Regions from separate parts of the Danio rerio genome. Here region 2 is linked to region 1. Evidence: chromatin contacts called from public Micro-C data. All regions are on one chromosome and are shown on one strand. Each heading gives the region's core, a stretch centred on a gene start, on an enhancer-like site or on the middle of the called end of the contact. The rest is flanking DNA. Distances are from core to core; before and after follow the strand shown. Region 1 holds the start of piezo2a (piezo-type mechanosensitive ion channel component 2a). Region 2 overlaps piezo2a (piezo-type mechanosensitive ion channel component 2a).

Evidence for each region. Hi-C and Micro-C count contacts between places; a contact is called where the count stands out from the background.
Region 2: a Micro-C map of caudal fin shows a contact between it and region 1, with 4 times the contacts expected there. The contact joins the enhancer-like site here to the promoter of piezo2a in region 1. A contact is called at or near these places in 2 of 18 Hi-C or Micro-C datasets (caudal fin and an unstated tissue).

The regions. Positions count from the first base shown.
Region 1 is chr24:891,470-894,541 of GRCz12tu, reverse strand. piezo2a (piezo-type mechanosensitive ion channel component 2a) reads right to left here and starts at 1,434. Exons shown (of 54, transcript XR_012399642.1): 1 at 992-1,434.
Region 2 is chr24:957,594-960,665 of GRCz12tu, reverse strand. The region is part of intron 5 of piezo2a (piezo-type mechanosensitive ion channel component 2a); the gene reads right to left. Among named protein-coding and RNA genes, the nearest start is that of piezo2a, 66 kb to the right of the region's middle. Within about 2 kb of position 1,480, at least 19 of the 62 cell types and tissues checked have an H3K27ac peak or open chromatin away from gene starts, as enhancers often do. A contact at or near this core is called in caudal fin, where this site is marked.

The sequences.
Region 1 (3,072 bases), core at 185-2,684:
ACAATCACACTGATAATCAAAGTTCAATATGAGTTTAAATACAGCATTAACAAATATACACACATAAATGGTCAATTTAAATGATATTTATGCCGGTCTGCATGGCTGGAATGTGTTTGAAATCATTTGATATAGTTTAAATAACTTGAATAATTCCACAGTCTTAAATAATTTAATGTATTTTGAATGTTTTTCATATCAATAATTTGAAATGATGGGCTTTGTATTCTTTATTCTTCCTCTACTGTATGCTAAAGGGATAGTTCACCTAAAAATGAAATTGGGTTATCATTTACACATGCTTTACTTGTTTCAATCCTTCCTGTCTTCCATTAAACATAAAAGAAGATTCTGTGAATAAAGCTGAAAAGCTGTAAAAACTGGCGTCCACAGTATTGGTCTTTTCCGGGAAGTCAGTGGTTACAGATTTCTTTAAAATATCTGCTTTGTGTTCGACAGAAGAAAGAAATGTCCTTCAGTTTTGGGCGAACGATCCCTCTAAGCTACTTTGGCACAGTCTACACCATTATATATATATATGTTAATGAACAGTTTCCATATTTCATGATTCACTAGTTCATTTACGATGGTGAATTGCATTATGGGATGCTGATCTCTGCTCTGTCCACTTTTTATGTTGAAAATTCAACTCTACAGTTTAACAAAGTGACTTTTAGTGGCATTTTAGATGATTTAAATAACATAAGAAATAAATATCAAGAGAAATAAGTGTATAAAAGTTTCTGTAGCATAATATACAACATCAACTCAGACAATATACCACTGCAAACTATTACACGTTCATAGCAGTCACTTTTTAAACACATTTCAAGCTTAAAAGATCCCTGGAAGACATATTAAGCATTCAGAATCATAAAAAAACATGGAAAATAAAAATAAAACATTTCATCACCAAAAATAAACAAATAGAATTGAATGGTTCAGAACCAAACACTGCTTTCTTGCATTAGTGCATTAAATAGGTTCTTACCTGCAGCCAGGCACACGGGCAGGAGTAACCTGAAGATGAGTCCACACAGCAGCTCCGAGGCCATCATCATTTCACTCACACCGGGATCAGAAACCCAATGAACCGCAGATCATGATCCTCCGGCCGGGCAGAGCCTGGAGCTCCAGATAATCCGGATCAGCGGCTTCACTTGCGTTCACACATGTTTCACTTCTCCAGAGTTCAGATCTCGTCTTTACCTGTTGACAGGAGACACCATGTTGCTTCTCCTCCGGAAAAAACAGCGGTTTAATGTCCACTATTCATACCCTGCGGGAGTGTTGGTTCTCCGGCGGCGACACATAGCCCGTTCCCCAGTGCCTGGAGCTCCAGAAGCCGCTTATAAAGCGTGATTTAGCCGGGCTTTGTGGAGTTTTTGGAGTTGTGTTATTGTGTTGAAGCACAGCTGTGTCTTACTAGCATCTGGACTTAGTTTTGCAGCTCCTCAATGAACAGGCTTGAAGGACCACCCTGAAAAACTTCTGACGCGGCGCTCCACCAGTCACAAGCCGGCGCACAGAGCCCTGCCCCGGGGAGAGCAGCGGAGAGAGAGAGGGTGGAGGCTCAGGTACATTTTACACACACACTGAAAAAAAGCCTTCATTGGATTGACTTTTTAAGGTAAGTGTTTGCAAACGATTTCTGTGCTGAATTTAATCTAATTCACTTTAGTATTGTTCAACTATTCAACGAATAATTGTTCAATTATTATTTTCAGTGCGCGCACACACACGTGGAAAACACAACTAACTAGAAAGCGCGCGCGCACACTAAAACTCTTGGAATAACGGCGGTTGCTGTCACGGCTTCAGTTTTGGGAAAATGTAATATATTATAAACCTACATCCCTCCGTCCTTCTACATTTAAAAAAAATCATTGTATTTACAATTTCCCTATGGAGGTGAGACTTTGAAAACAATTTATTTGGGCTAAATTTAAACATTACATAATATATTACAAACTTAAATCACGTTTAAGTAACTGTGAATTACTTTCTAGATAAAGTATTGTGAAAATACGAGCTGTTATGTTTTACTTTTTTAAGAGTATAATTTTAAACTAACTAAATTTAATGTATCAAATAAATAAATAACAAAATAATATCTTTATCCATCCATCTAATTAAATATATTACATAATCAGATAAGTTTTATCTATCCATCCAAGAGATATTGAAAAAATATTATCTGTAGGCTATATATATGAATATATATATATATATATGAATATGAATATATTTAAACGAATTTAGTTTTTACTTGATATGATTTTTTTAGCACATATACTAATATTGTAAAATATATTTAATAAAAAAAATGTAAATGGAAAAATCATGTTCCCGTGAAATTCTTGTATGTCAATGAACAGTTGTTTCTTGTTAAAAAAAAATAGCATGTTGTCACTTGGCGTCACAACAATTAATAAAACATATTTCATTTGCAACCAAAAAACTAAATTACTTTAAACAAAAAGATACGTAAAAACGAACAATAAAATACATAATTATTTTGTTTATTTTCACTTATTTTTTTCAAAGGCTGTTATTTATACTTTTAATTTTTGTTATAACAAAACTCAAGTAATGTAGTTTTGCATATATTCAAGAGTAACGTTTGAGCAAATATTATAAAAGCGGCTGCAGCGCCACCTGCTGCCCACCTAAATATCTAATAATATTTCACCCTTCAATCTTATCTGTTGGATTAAATGTGATTTTAGTCATTTTACATACTTGGATTTAATGTCTACATGTTTTTCCAAGACGTAAATAAATTAAAGATTGTGTTACCAAAGAAATACTTTAGTTTTAACATGTAATTCAGCTATTTTAAGTTTCTTTGCAATCATTTATGAAATGTAATGGTCATTTCATTTACATTTAGTCATTTAGCAGACGCTTTTATCCAAAGTATTTCGGAGTTAAATGTTATAAGCCTACTCTTGTTTTTCTGCGGGGATTGTTTACATATACAGTAGTTTACATATGAAATGGATTGATTATAATAAAAGTAGTAAAATCTATCCTAAGGATACGACAAGAACAGGTACATTTAATTTAAGG
Region 2 (3,072 bases), core at 231-2,730, 66 kb before region 1:
TAAAAATGCTTTTTGAATATACAAATATATGTAACAAGGCAAATGTTTTCCCAAATTACTTAAAAATCTAAATGTTAAATCGTTCAAATAGAGAAAATGTAAACCATAGCAAAACTTCTATTAAAAACTTTTATAAATTCACTCGTGTGCATGTAGAAAACAATTGGATGAGTCAAAATGTCCAAATGCCTGGTAAATGTGATCTATAAAATAAAAAGCAATGCAATAAAATAAATTGCAATAAAATTATATATATATAAAAATAAATCAGTTTTTTAAAATGCAATATTTAATGTGTCAGACAAAAAATAGACGTCAATTTGTTTAATATAAAATAAATAGTAATCTGACCAGTTAACCGTTAATAACGGTTAGCAAAATTACCGAAATGAGCATCCCTAATAGCCATTTAATTTACTTTTTCTATGTAAGAGAACTTGATTGAGAAAGTTCAACATGCTTGAACCATCTACACAATGCAGTTTAGTTCTGTTTGGTTTTTCGACAGTATTTTGATACAAAGAAAACAGAAGTGATATAGCTTTGGCTATTTATTTATTTTACACATGGCTTTTATATTGTTAATAATTTGCATAGTTAATATTGTTCTTTGATGTTCAGTTTATAAAGATTTTTCAAATGTTATTTAATAAAAAAAAGTTTTACAAATCTTTTTTTCCCACCCCCCCACAAAAAAAAAAAAATAAATAAAAAATCGTGATACGAACCGATTCGTGGGTTTGGTGTATCGTTACAGCCCTACTGTAAACCAATAGCATTCAGATGTGGGTCTAGCTCTGCCTTTTGTCAGCCTTTTTTTGTGCAAAGGGTTCCCAAAACGTGGTACGGTACAGTTTGATTTTTGGTACCTTTTGACAGTGGAATCGGCCATAAAAGAGTAGAGAACCATACCGAACCGTACCACTCAGTGGAAACGGGCCATAACACAATCTCCTTCAGGTATTCTCCTTGTGTTTATTTGTGATTGTGGTGTTTTACGCTCAGCTGTCACTGTTTAATTTACACACTGTTTTTCTTGGAAAAAAGCGACTGCTAGTTGTTTGTGTTGGACTCTGTAATAAGAATAATAATATTAAAACAACTTGACTTCATCCACACACCTTTAAACAGTTAGAGCGTGGTCTTAATTATCTGCCTGTCACGATCCATAAAGATCTGAGCATGTGGAGAACATTCCTGCAGTAACTACCACTAAACCAGCAGCAATGACCAACATCAGCCACTCGCACTGCTCCACACGTCCATATGGAGACTGCAGTTTACTGATCAGATGTGTGTGTGTGTGTGTGTGTGTGTGTGTGTGTGTGTGTGTGTGTGTGTGTGTGCCCTGCTCAGAGAGTATGAATCAGGAAAGTTGTGAAAGAGCTCAGAGAGAAAGAATAAGGGAGAAAATAGAGCAGGGCTGGGGGTTGGTTGGTAAGTTCAGCACCGCCACCGAAAAAACAACACCAGCAAATGTGTTCCAGATGTGAAGCTGCTGAACGAACACACACACACACACACACACACACACACACACACACACACGCACACATACATACTCACCCACGTATTCACACACATGCACACAATCAGACCCACGCACACACATGCACATACACACACACACACACACATACAAATATACACAGTCACATTTATAGACAGACACACACCCACACCCACACACACACACACACACACCCACACCCACACACACACACACACACACACACACACACACACACACACACTCACACTCACACTCACACTCACACACACACACTCACACTCACACATAAGCATGCAAACAGACAGATGGACACATATGTACACGCACGCACATGCAGATACCCACACAAACACACCCATAAGCATGCACACACACACACACACACACACACACACACACACACACACACACACACACACAAAGACACACAAAGACACACACACACAAACATACATGGGCACATTTATAGATAGACAGACACACACACACACACACACACACACACACACACACACACACACACACACACAGAAACAAACACACAAGCATGCGCATACTCACTTGCACAAACACTCCCACATACACTCTCACAAATGCATGCACACACACAAACGCATGCATGCACACACACAAACCCATGCATGCACACACACGCATACACAGAGAGACACACACATATTCATACACTCACTTGCACACAAAGGCATGCGCGCACACACACACACACACACACATAGTGGATTATAAATGCAGTGTTAACAGCATTAGAGAAGTGAGCGATCAGAAAGTGTGTGTCTGCTGAACGTCACTGACTCTGCACTGATCTGATGATTAATGCTGCATGAAGTCAGATCTGGTCTCTGCTTTACCGCTGAAGTCGGTAGCTTGATTACACAGACTCAGGCCATAAAGCATTACACTCATAACACATCACGCTTTCTGTTGACACGGGGTTCATATGTGAGCGTACAGACTGCAGGGAAAATGCCATTATAATTAAAGACGGAGTTTAAAACACACACAAATAAAGACTTACAGGAAATGATAATGATTAACACTGAAGGTGTTGTGCTGGTTGAAAGACTCTTCACAATTCAATAATAGTAAATGATCTAAATGTATGTATCTTTATATTCCGGATAAGGCATAAGACTTAAAAACGTTTATGCAATTAAAATACTGTCGGGCCGATCATTCCCATAATTCTGATAAGTAGCCCAAACTGTCTGCCAGCAAATGCAGATTTGTACATCTGCGCACACGTTCATATCTGCCATTTGTGCATGTACACGAGAGAGTGACAGCGGTAAAATCCAATAATATCCAGCTGCAGACCCGCAGAACGACACGCATTTCCGGCACACACGATCTAGGCAAACCATATATGGTTACGACGGATGTTAATGTGTATTAACGTGTTCTCGGACATCGTCATCAATATACTTGTATATTGTTGATAAATTATGTACACAATAAACAATAGTGCATACTATTTCACAAATATTGCACTCAAGAGGAGCGAATGTGGAGCGTTGTTTCCAATCGCTATAAAAGACTAA